Regions from separate parts of the Gossypium hirsutum genome. Here regions 1, 3 and 4 are each linked to region 2. A link is a contact called in public Hi-C data. All regions are on one chromosome and are shown on one strand. The core of a region is the stretch at or near the end of the contact, and the rest is flanking DNA. Distances in the headings are between cores, read along the strand shown. Region 1 holds the start of LOC107952802 (N-acetyltransferase 9-like protein). Region 2 holds the start of LOC107956461 (glucan endo-1,3-beta-glucosidase 4). Region 3 holds the start of LOC107952795. Region 4 holds the start of LOC107952810 (WRKY transcription factor 1).

Evidence for each region. A called contact is a pair of places that touch in the nucleus more often than the background predicts.
Region 1: a Hi-C map of leaf shows a contact between it and region 2, with 2.1 times the contacts expected there. The contact joins the promoter of LOC107952802 here to the promoter of LOC107956461 in region 2. A contact is called at or near these places in 3 of 34 Hi-C or Micro-C datasets (callus and leaf).
Region 3: a contact with region 2 is called in a Hi-C map of leaf, with 4 times the contacts expected there. The contact joins the promoter of LOC107952795 here to the promoter of LOC107956461 in region 2. A contact is called at or near these places in 14 of 34 Hi-C or Micro-C datasets (callus, fibers, hypocotyl and 3 more).
Region 4: a contact with region 2 is called in a Hi-C map of leaf, with 3 times the contacts expected there. The contact joins the promoter of LOC107952810 here to the promoter of LOC107956461 in region 2. A contact is called at or near these places in 10 of 34 Hi-C or Micro-C datasets (callus, hypocotyl and leaf).

The regions. Positions count from the first base shown.
Region 1 is chrA07:64,616,921-64,619,974 of Gossypium_hirsutum_v2.1, reverse strand. It overlaps LOC107952802 (N-acetyltransferase 9-like protein), which reads left to right and starts at 1,620. Exons shown (of 6, transcript XM_016887981.2): 1 at 1,620-2,244; 2 at 2,348-2,419; 3 at 2,532-2,619. The coding sequence starts at 2,070. It overlaps TRNAL-CAG (transfer RNA leucine (anticodon CAG)), which reads left to right and starts at 1,543; the gene lies at 1,543-1,623.
Region 2 is chrA07:65,106,903-65,110,193 of Gossypium_hirsutum_v2.1, reverse strand. It overlaps LOC107956461 (glucan endo-1,3-beta-glucosidase 4), which reads left to right and starts at 1,432. Exons shown (of 3, transcript XM_016892124.2): 1 at 1,432-1,582; 2 at 1,662-1,913; 3 at 2,263-2,405. The coding sequence starts at 1,513. The coding sequence ends at 2,297. LOC107952812 (histidine kinase 2) reads left to right here. Exons shown (of 15, transcript XM_041116985.1): 13 at 1-24; 14 at 227-334; 15 at 470-806.
Region 3 is chrA07:65,383,532-65,386,757 of Gossypium_hirsutum_v2.1, reverse strand. LOC107952795 reads right to left here and starts at 1,801. Exons shown (of 7, transcript XR_005930084.1): 1 at 1,700-1,801; 2 at 1,333-1,576.
Region 4 is chrA07:64,708,770-64,711,738 of Gossypium_hirsutum_v2.1, reverse strand. It overlaps LOC107952810 (WRKY transcription factor 1), which reads right to left and starts at 1,589. Exons shown (of 5, transcript XM_016887994.2): 1 at 1,244-1,589; 2 at 1-463. The coding sequence starts at 463.

The DNA of each region.
Region 1 (3,054 bases), core at 371-2,870, 490 kb after region 2:
CTCATTTAAAACTCAAGTTCTTAAATAGAATATTCCTACAAATTAATTTGATGAGATTCAACAAATTATGCATATATCCTCTAACACTACCAAAAAAAATTACAAATTTTAGGATAATTAAAAGGTGAAGAAACCACCTCTATTTATAGTAATACAAACACTCCTCACCTTTGTATTTTTTAAATGCAACACATTATTAATTACATAGCCAGATATATTTTAAAAACCTAAAGATCAATCTACCCCTCCCAAAAGTTATAACCGCAACCCTTAAACTAGATTCTCAACTAGTGTAGTTAAGACTTGAAACCCAATAAACTTTCACAGTTTTTTAATATATACAATTGAATAACTTAACAATAAAAAAAATTGGAAGAGTTGTTAAATTAGCTTACTAATGCCTTTTGGCCTTATTGATGCCCTACTACATTTCAATCTTTAATGAAAGTTTTTCTTTTATTTGTATTATTGAGGTGGGAGAAAAAGTCTATTTGAAGATCCAACCTTACAAGCAAACTACACTAGCTTTTAAGAAGCAGCTTAAGCTTTCTTTCAAGTGCTTTTGCCCTTATTCTATAATTACCAAAGTGGGGTCAATAGTTTATAAGCTCAAATTACCAAATAGTGCTAAAATCCATAATGTGTTTTATGTTATCTCCTAAAAAAGAAAAAAAAAAAAACTCTAGGTTGCTGGTGATGGGCAACCCCTTGTGTACCTAGTTGTCATATTGGACAAGAGAATAACTAAAAGGGGAAACAATGTAGGACAATCCAAGACCATAACAATGAACCAAGGAGTTAGGCAAAGGGGATTACTACTCAAATTCACATGCACCAAGAGACAAATTATTGAAGAATGAAGGACGCAACTGGAATGTTGAGCTGGCATAATACAAAGTAGCTGTATAGGAAATTTGTTAAGCTTAGGTCATAGTTGTTGGTTATTGGTTTATGTAATTTGTAGTTATAGACCTCACTATTTATGCGTGACTATATGTGAAAATAAGCTTTATGAAATGAAATTATTAAAGGAAAAACTCTACCTTTTTTCTTCTTTCCTTCTCTGGTCTCATATCATCTTCTTTCTTCCATAACACTAACTGGAGTTTATTTTTTCTGCAGCAATACAAAGCTAAAATTCAATTAAAACAATGAGCAATTGATCACTTATATCAACAAAATGAAGTCCTATCCCTATTACAATGAAGGACCATGGAACAATAAAAAATCAAGGTTAAGATAAGTAAGGTTGGAGTGATCTTACCAAGTTCTTGAAGCTTTTAAGGAGAATTTGTTGGTTTAAGAGGGAAAAAAGGGAAAAACATTAATGAAGGTGAAAATTTGAAAGAAAATTTTTTCAACTCAAGCTTTTTTTAGCATGAATTAGTTATTTTGAAAAACACTACAAAACTAACAATAGCATTTTGGTTTGACTTGAGTTTTTAGAATTTTTAACTGATCACTTTAGAATTAGCATATTAGTATCTTATTAGAAGACTTGTTCTGATTTTTTAATAAGATTCTTAGAATCATCTGTTAATAGTCAAGATGGCCGAGTTGGTCTAAGGCGCTAGTTTCAGGTACTAGTCCGAAAGGGCATGGGTTCGAATCCCATTCTTGACAAAAATAAATTTTTACACTTTTTTATCATATTAGAAACGGGGCTTCCTATTTTTTATCATATTGATGCTTGCTGAATTTATGTGTTCGAATCCCATTCTTGACAAAAATAAATTTTTACACTTTTTTATCATATTAGAAACGGGGCTTCCTATTTTTTATCATATTGATGCTTGCTGAATTTATGTGTAGTGTTGGGCCAAACTAAATAGTCAGACTTGGAGCAAGTGTTTGAAGAGCCCGCAACTGCCAATCCTAATCCCAAAGTTCTTCCAACCACAATGAGTGGGATCCTTGTTTCAACCAAACACCCATATGAAACCATGTTAATGTCGGTTGCAATTAGCAGTTAAACCCCCCACAAAACAACAGTAGCCATACCGGAGCTGGAAAGTGAAAAAAGCCTCTTGGTTTTTGCCTTTCAAGGGTCTCTCAACCCAGCAGTAGCCATGGGAGTGAGCTTGGAAGGACAGAAGGTGATAATGGTACCATACATGGAAGCACATGTCCCAAAGTACCACCTCTGGATGCAAGACCCTGCTCTCCTTCAAGCCACCGGATCAGAGCCCCTCTCCCTCCAACAGGAATACGATATGCAGCTCTCCTGGAACCAAGACCCTCTCAGTTCTTCTCTCTCTCTTTTACTTCCTTTTCTGATTGTTTATACCAATTTCTCAATTGGGTTTTCTTCTTCTTTAATTTAATGATTAAGCTTGGTTTTCAACAGAGAAAACTTTCATTGTTTTGGATAAGGAGATGGTCGGGGAAAAGTTTGTTCATGGAAATCCTCATGTGGAAGGTCACCTCATCTACTACCTTTTTCTTAATTGCACAGAATTTAGTGAAACCCTTTGATTTCTTCAGCGTATTGTTTTGGACTGATATGGAGTTGATGGTAAACGATGATCCAGCCATGGTCGGGGATGTGAATATCTACATGAATGATTTGGATGACCCTCAATTAGCAGAGATTGAAATTATGATAGCTGAACTAAAAAGGTACTTGCTTTGCACTTCTTCACAATCAACAAAATCTATTTCTTAACTGACATCGCTCTCTTTCCTTCATACTTGTGTAATCATTTTGAATCATCAACATGGAATTTCTTGCACTTGATTCCTTTTCTTTCTAAGAATTTGTTGGGTTTGTTGCTTTTCTCTTTTTTTTCTTTTCATTCTGATTAATCATTTATGAGCAAGAGTGCTGTGGAAATTGAGTAATGGTTTAATGTAAATAGAACTTTTACACCATCGTATACAACATATGCTGATGAATACCGACTGTAATTGCCTTATTCATAGGTTTGTTGTCATTGTGTGTGTACAGCAACTGTGTCCCTTTATGTTCTTGGTAGACTCCAGCGCTCAGTTTTCGTAAGATGTTTGTATTGAATGCTTAGATACTTGATGATTCGATAATACAACTCTTGTGAG
Region 2 (3,291 bases), core at 183-2,682:
ATACTGGTGGACATCCAAATTATGGTAACTTGGCAATCCTTCTTTCTCCTTTAAATTGAATGTGTAGTTATTAAATATTTCATGTCTGCTTCAGATATTCTTCCTCCATGACCAAAGAAGATGTCATGAATTCTTTTTTCAGCCGAAGAATGGTATCATGCAGCCAAACCATTTGATATCACCCAAAACAGGTTTCTGATGATTATGGTGTGTTCTTTGTCTTCAGGTATGCTGAGGTTGCATCCATGATTTTGCTTTTGACTGTGTTGAATGAAAAACCATGGAAGAATTCGAATCCTTCGGACCTGTTGTTTGTCATCCATTTTCTTGCCAAGTACGAGGGAGACTGGTCCTTTTCCTGTAGTATACCTATTTATATTTAACTGTAATTAAGTGACATCCATTCTTTTTCCCCTCTATATGGTCTCAGCCAAAAAATAAAATAATTTTTTTCTATCATTTTATGTAGATTTTTCCATGTTTCAAGCTCTTTGTGTTGGAAAATCGTCACTAAAAGTACATGGTTCGAGGTTAGAACTATTCATTTATTTGAGTTGAATGTAGGCATTTTGAAATCTTACTGTTTTTATTTTTAGTTTTTCAAATAGGCTTGAAAGGGTGATCCGATTGATGGTTGGAAGTTGGGAATGCATTATTGTCATCTCTGCTGAAAGATTGGGATCCTAGTCTTTTGAGTGCTTCCTGTAACCATGAGTTTTCGTTGTATATTATTCCTTTATTTTATTAGTACAGCCAGTGTAAATTATTTTTGACGTGCTTGTAAGTAATAAATTGCTTGCTTTTAATTCGATTTGTGGTTTCATAGGATTGCCAAGCACCTGTGGGTAGTCTTGTTGCTCCAAGTTCCTTTAAATGGATCATAGATTTGCTTATTTTTAATCTGATACACATACAGGGAATATATTCTTCTAAGGCACATGGCAGGGATGAGTGGGTGACTGGATTTTGAAATTAAAAAAATTGTTATTAGTTCATGTACTCTCATTTTTCGAATTGATATTCAAATAGTTAAATTTATTCGGGTTAAATTTAATTATTAGTCATTTGTTATGTGTACAATTATAGATTTAGTCTATTTTTTTATTTAATTATTGTAAGTTTTTATATTCTTTTCAATTTTGAAATTTTAGTCTTTTTAACTTAAATGATAATTAATAATTTATTAAGTAAAATTTTTAGCGAGTAATATGTGAAAATAATGAGCTAATATAATATTACACATATAATATGTTTTGTTTGGCGATGATTAAAATTTTAAAATTTAAAAAATAAAGAGATTAAAATTTAGTAAAATAAAAGTACAACTTTTGCAGTTACAAGAACTAATAGCAGAAAAAGCTAAAAGGATAGCCAACGGTACACGTACCCATCCACATGGTCCTAGCGTATGTAATGCTTTCTACATTATAAAAGGGATATTGATTTATGAGTTTTATCAGTGGATAGATACTATAAGATCATTTCCCCACTTCCACTCTCTCTTCCTCCTCAATGTCACCCTCGTTGGTAAAGATCACGCTTGTGCTGCTATTTATGTCAATTATTATTCCTCAAAAATCAGGTACATTCTTAAAAACCTCCTTGCCATGGTTTCTTATGTATGTTGTAAAATGGTGTTTTCATATGAGTGTTAATATCAGTTGGGGAATACGAGCAATGGTGCATAGCAGATGAACAAACCCCAGATGAAGAGTTGAAGGTAGCCCTGGATTGGGCATGTGGGGAAGGTGGTGCAGATTGCAGTAAGATTCAGGTAAACCAGGCTTGTTATTTTCCAAACACTATGACAAACCATGCTTCCTATGCCTTCAATGATTACTTCCAAAGGTTCAAGCACAAAGGAGGATCTTGCAACTTCAAAGGAGCTGCCATGATTACAGAACTAGATCCAAGTAAGCGTTATCCATTCACAGTTTTTAAAAAAATGAGCGAATCCCATGTGCTTAGAAAGTAGAAAGTGGGAAATTCATGTGGTTGGTCTTTGGTCATCATGTGCTCCTTCCTTTTAATGTAATGCGTAAGAAGCAACTTGCATCTTGGATATACTAAAGCAAGCAAAGGAAACAAATCAAATATTTAATATATTAATCTCTAATATTTAGAATGTAATTTCATTTATTGAAATAGAATTTATTTTAGTTAGAAATGATTAAAATTGAAAATATTATAGAGAAGTAAACATAAAAAAATTGGTTTTACAACAAAATTACTCAACTTATTTATTGTTGTATTTGGTTGCAGGTTATAATTCTTGCAAATACGAGTTTATTCCCTGATTCAGAGGCAAACCAATTCATGTCATTTCTATTTTGCCAACTTGTCCTTTTTAGGAAATATAAACATTCTCATTTGCTGCGTTAGTTAAATGTAAGAATTTTACTTTATTTTCCTCTTAACAATTACTTTTGGATTACACAAGAAGATATTTATTTTTTATAAAAATTATCTCCTAACACTTGAAAACATGTTGTCCATAAAAAAAAATAGACATAATATATAATTTTATCTAATTATTCTAACATTTTGTATTACTGAGTTATTCTCTCTTTAATAATGAAATATCATTCATCGGTCTTTAATCTAATATAAATATATATAATGAGAAAAAAATTGCAGATGTATTCGGGTAATGGATTTGATTAAAATGAAAGAAAATTATACATTATGGATTAATTCAAATATTTATTAATAATAAACATTATTGAAAAATATTATTATTAAATATTCATTAATAATAAAATGGAATAAATTTATTTGGACTTCTAACTTTACAAAAAAAAAATAATATTTTAATCCTCCATTTAATTCTTAAATTTATAATGTTTGTCAAATCATTTTAAAATAGATGAAACAATTAATGTCTATTAACTTTGTTGACGTAATGGCATACGTCGATGGGTTAACAATTAATTAATTTTTTCAATATTTAAAAATATAAAAATATAAAAATATTTTTAAATTTAAAAAAAAATTAATTAATTGTGGACTGAGATGGGTGTGGATGTCATGTTAGGTAATTAAAAAATTATGCTTAATGCATGAATTGCCTCTAAAATTCTTGGTTTTCTCTGATAGGTAATTAAAAAATTTTGCATTACGACTCAGGATTTAAAGTTTGTTTCTGTTATTTGTTAATCCAAAGCATTAACTATGTTAAAAGAAGCAATCACTTTCTTCAACCAATCAAAAGTTGCCACATTTCACATCTTGATAAAAAATGGAAAAAAATTAAAGAAATATTGATGCTGTCCTAGTTTGCCGAGAAGGGCA
Region 3 (3,226 bases), core at 552-3,051, 280 kb before region 2:
ACCCAAAGGCTAAAACAGAACAAACTTTAATTTCCAGAACCAGGGATGTATTTGTAACTTTTACTTCCAAGGGCAGTATAGTGATTCCCCATTAGAGTCCTCTCATGGGTCTTTGTTTAAGTGAAGTCCTCAATCATATTTGATTTGGTGAAGGACTGCTTTAAATTATTACAAAGTCTCTCATATAAAGTTACTAAGGTCATTACTGGCTTCATATCATAAATGTCCACAATGAGACACTATACCTTTAAAGTTATTCCTTGCTATTAATGTTGCCCACATGTTTAACAACTCTTGTCAGCAAGGAGACTCAATAGTTTCTCTAGCCTTACTTCTCTTCGTTTTCCACAATATTTATTTGTGTGAAATACCTACCTGCCCTACTATCCAACTTGTTCCTTCATGGGTGGAAAACTTTAGAAAGAAAATATCTACCTTATAATGGTCCTAACTCCTAATTTCAAGATTGCAAATATCATGAGAATCTATCATCTTGAAAAATGAAGACTCTGGCTTTACTTGCACACAAGGAAGAAAAGCAAGCATGGGAGCCCTTTGATAAGGTTGCAACTGCAGTTTTTGGAATTTATATATAGGAGAGACACTGAAATGAAGGGGGTAAAGAAAAACCTCTAAGCCTAGACCACCAAGATTGTGAGATATGATGAGCTTAAAATGAGATGAAGCATATTCTTGCTTTACAATTCAATTCAAACACGTAAGTACAATACCGAGGGAAAAATAAGATGAGGTATATTCTTGCCTTGAAATTCAATTCAAACCCATAATTACAATACTAAGGGAACCATTATCATATGCTTTCAATGAATCGGAGTCCATTGAAGTTATAGAAGCTAGAAATACAGTACCAGATCCCTTATTCACAATGCAACCAGATAAGGCACGTTGGTAAACATTTTAGTCACCAATGATCAATCATCAAAACTGCCCCTATGAGACATTAAATAAAACAAGTCACCAAAAAAAGAATCAAAACAAGGGTTCCCTAACTAGAGCTAAACAAGTTCTTAGCAGTCAGGGGCAATTGATTAACTAATAAACCAACATTTCTATTTTAAATTCTCACGGTAACTAGTTATGGGTTTTTCTAATGAGCAATTGATGGTTAAAGTGTCTCAAAAGCCCTAACCAAAATCAATGATATTCCAAGATACGAGTTCCCAACTTTCGCTTCAAACAACAATAAAGTAACGATTCGCCAAACTTGCAAAAACTGGAATTTGAATTTAATTGAATTTAGTATATTTAATTAAATGCCCAAGAAAATGAGCAAGAAGAAAGGGGAAATACAGAGATTAAGAAAGAACGAACCAATTGGTAAAGAGTTTGAGAAACTGGGCGAGAGCGAAAGCGAGGAAGGCCGTGAGGAGAGGGAGGTTATTAGGAAGCAGATTCGACGACGGAGACGACGCAAATGATGTCGCTCCATCTCCTCTCAGCGAGCTCGAATCCGCTGCCATCATCACCTCGTTCATATCCTTTTTTAACTTGCCTTCAATAAAAGCTTTGGATCTCTGAGTGTGAGGAAGTCTGGTTGATCTGGATTTGTCAAAGCCTGGCAACCAAAGGCAACAACGATTCAGCGAATTAGCAGCGAAATGAGAAGGAGGAGAAGGTGCAACGATTGTTCCTCAACAAGAATAGGCCCACTTCAGGGCTGGTGTATTTTGGCGCTTACTGTATTGTTTATTGGGATTGAAGGTGGATTAGTGGAGAAGAAACGAAGAAATGATTACTGTTTTTAACTTCGGGTTTGTCGCTTTTTTTTTTTCTTCTAACTCTCTTAACCGGTGTAGGGCTTGGATTGGGATAAATATAAAATTGGTATATGGGTTAAATATAAAATTAGTATTTAAATTTATTCATTTACTCTAAATTGATATTTATAGTTTTTTTTTTTGTTCTAGAATGATATCGAACTTTTTTCTTCTATTATATTGATACTCAAACCTATCACTATACTTTTTTACTGATGTGGCATCGCTGACCACTCACATGGTGCCACATATCATCCTCTTTATACCTTTTTTTTAAATAATTTTCCCTTATTTTCATTTTCCTTTTTAAATAATAACCTAATGACTAAAATAAAGTTGAGAATCTTCGGTATTCTTTATATTTTTAAATTTTCATTTGTTTTATTGCAAATTCTTGCAACTATATTCTCTTTTTTAAGGAGGAGAAGATCGCCATCTCTAGACGTTTTCTTGGTCCCTGTTGACTTAACACAAGTGGATCTTGTCCAAACCTTGGTCGCTTTGTTGTCCGATCTTGTTTCTTGCTTGTCTAACCATGTTTTCTTCTTTCAACGAGGAATTCCCAATCTTTGGTCCAAAATATTGAAAATTTCCCTATGGTTTTGGAGTATTTAAGGGAATCAAGGTCTGGTTCCTCGTCGAACTTGCCACCAATAGCCATATTGTGCTTCCAGGAAGTCTAGTTGTTGTTGTATAGGTCCAAGATACTACTTGATTATTGCCCTCAATCTAGTAAGTTATGGCTTTTTGCTTCAAAGCCATTCAATTTCAAGCCATTTCCACGATTTGAGTGGTTAAGGATCAGTTATCACAGATGGAGATTAAGAACGTCGAATGGAACGAACAACTGCCAACGTTGAAAGCGGCATTGGAAGCAATACTGATAGTGAAAATAAATGAAATCATATTGACGACAAACTATGTTGCACTGTCTGTAAAGAGCAACGTTTACTACCACTGTGTTTAAAATTACTGGCTAAAGCACAATTTAACACTCATTTGAAGAAAATCATGAAAAGGAAAAGATTTGGGTGGGGATTTGTTTTTTACAAATTAAAAAAAAACACTGATTCAAAGAAAAATGTTGAAAACCCAGAACTGGAAATATCAAAAATTAGTTTTTTTCTTAAAAAGCCAAGAAAAAAAAACCCAAGAACCTGACGTCAATTCTTGTTACAGTTGGCCCTTACACTAGGAGATGAATAAGACTGAAGAAGAAATATGAAGAAGATAAGGGTAGGAAAAAGAAAAAAAGGAGAAAAGAAAAAAAATGATGAAAAAGAAAATAGAAATATTGAAATTTTTGAATGTTGTCACCAACAGAATGAGGGAAATAGGGAAAAATTACAGAAACAATGTTTGGAGATATCTGTAAAAATCTCTAATTATCTTGAACCAAAAAAGGTATTTGTTGTCATAAGTGTAGGTCAAAAGAGCAAATTTAAGGA
Region 4 (2,969 bases), core at 340-2,839, 400 kb after region 2:
GACCAAAATAAACAGTGTCAACCATTTTCCCAGCATGTGAATGTTCCAATTGCTTTTTCACTTGGCAGTTTGGATGTGTACATCTGTAATAACTTCGAACAAATTCATTTCCTTTAACAAGTTTCTGCCCGTATTTACGCCAGTTATACCCATCCTCTGAGGCTTTCTCACGTACAATGGGACTGCTCCCATCAATACCAGGCGATGGAGAAGGAGTCAGCGATTGTTTCTTGGATGTCATAGAGTAAGCATTTCCTTGTTGCTGTGACTGTGAAGCATGGATCACAGAAATAGGAAGTGGATTTTCCTTTGATACAAGTGCAAGGGTTCCTCTCCCTTCAACAGATTGTGATGACTGAATTTTACTATCAGAGATCTGTTGCAATGCATGACTTCCAGCATCTCGGCTCTGTACTTTATCCGTACCAACTTCATCCGTTACACACTCCCCTGAAGAAACCATCTGAAGTAAAGAACCTCTTTATCACTTTAGTCACCATTAAAAAGGGCCTTGTATATATACTAAAACAGTATTGTGCCCATGACTTTATAGATATAGGAGAATAAAAAACCAGCTGGAGAACAGCTAGCCACCTTATTAATCATTAGCATTCAATTGCTTAGACTTTTAGAGAATAACCATATCATATATCGCATCAACTTGTGACTGGGCTTCCTCAGTTAAGAATTTCACAATTAACCAAACCTTTGCAGAAAACTTATGCATTTCAATTTCTCTGTATTTCTTTTTCTTTCTTTCTTCTTCTTCTTTTTTTCCTTTTTTCTTTTTTTTTTTTTTGTGTGTGTAGGTCTTCCTTATGTAGAGCATGACGGGAAATAATTCCGAATGCCAAACTAACAATTCCTAATTAAACTACTAAAGAAACGATGAAATTTATGAGGTTAATTTAATATAATATTAATTCGAAAGTTGCTTTATTTATTCACCTGAAAGAATAATTTAAACTGCCCAACTTGCTTGTATGGTTTGATATGGTTAATTTAATATAAGACTAATTAGAAAGTTCCAATTTAATTGAATGAGTATAGTTTTGCAACTTTGTCGCTCTAATACTACGGAGTTTCTCAGCAACCAAAAGTAGAAACAAATTAAGAGCTAAAATCCCCAGAAATACGGCAGCAAACGAAATTAAATTCATTCCATAACAAATAAATTAGGTGGGAGAGGGAGAGAAAGTTAAAACTGAAGAAAATAAAGAGAAAAAAAAAAGAGGAAAGTTACCTAGCTATGCAAGTGTGGAAGAGAGCATCAAGAAACCCTAAACGTAGATCAGGCGCAAAGAGCGTGATTAGAAGAGTCGATGAGAGGCGTAGATCACGCCAGAGATGGTGGTTGGAGCCGGAAAGTGAAAATCGGGGAAGTAAGTAGAGTCAGAGTGGGGGAAATAGCGATTCAGGTTGTTAAAGTCTAATCCCAATAAAATCATTAAAAAAACAAAGGAAAGAAAGAAAAGGCAAGTTAAGCAGAGGCTGGGGGAAAACTAGAATACACGCACTAACACTCATTCGTCTATATATCTGCCTTCCCCTTTTTTGTCTTGAGACGCTGTTATTGCTTGCTTTTCTTTATTTTAGTCAATGCCGCTTGCTCGAATTAATATGTAAGGATAAATTTTTATTTTATTTTTTTTTATTTTAACATTAATATATTTTTTATATTTATTTATAATCCATATTATCTATCTATAATATATAGACAAATTTTTTAACTAAATAATGTAATATTTTTTGTTTATTATATTATCGAGCTAGTTTTCTTATCCAGCAATGCACACATTCAATTATACATATTAATTAAAATATATTAAAATTATTTTATAACTTTATATAAATTTAAATTTATGATTGATATTATAAATAAATTTAAATCATTTATAATTTTACATATTCTTAATTTAATATTTTATTCAATAAAAAATAATATCTTAAATTAATATAACCCATGTGTACCCCTTAAATAATAATAATAATAACAATTTAAAACATTATTTTTTATCAAATAAAAATATCGAATTATAAAATATATAAAAATTATAGATTTATTTATAATGTCAATCATAAAATAAAAATTATACAATATATTTTAATTAATACATACAACTAAGGTCGTACATCATTTTATAATTTCATATAAATCTAATTAATACAAATTTAAAATTTTTAAACTTTTGTACTCATATTGTATTTTTATGATATTTGACAATTTTATAAGTTTTATGAAAATTTTAAATTTTAAAAGCTTGAACACGTAAAAACCTTGAGACTTAAAAAAAATGGTGAATTGAGACTTTAAAATATTAAATCCTATTAACAATAAACTTAGGAAAAATATTTATATCTGAGATGTTTTAATTTTTTTTAATCTATTAACAATAAACATATGAAAAAAAAATATTGGTTACACTAATATTTAAAATTTTATTACCATTCTTTTACAGATTTTAAAATAATATCGACATTTTTAAAAATTATAAAAAAAATAAGATAAAAGTCTAAAATAAAATGTAAAAATAATATTTACAACAATCAATAGTAGTTTAAAAATGGAAAAACTTTTAAGATAATAAAAATAAACATTAAACCATATCAATAATAGTATTAAAAATTTTAAAACTTTTAAACTAATAGTTTGATTGAATTTTAAAAAATATTTGAAAATTGCTTGAATACTCCTTACTAATTTAAAACATGTCAATTCTAATATTAAAAAGTTTTAAAGCAGTTTATCTATCTATCTATATATATATATAATATAATATAATATAATATAATATAATATAAATAGTTCTTAAATTTTCTATTTTATTTATAAAAGTGTAATAACTTTTTTAAACATATATATTTAATTTAAATTTATAAATTTGAATGTTTAAAAAATAATTCAATTGTTAAGGTATTGAAAATTGTTAAAATTTTCAATTTTAAAATAATTTTCAATATTACAAAAC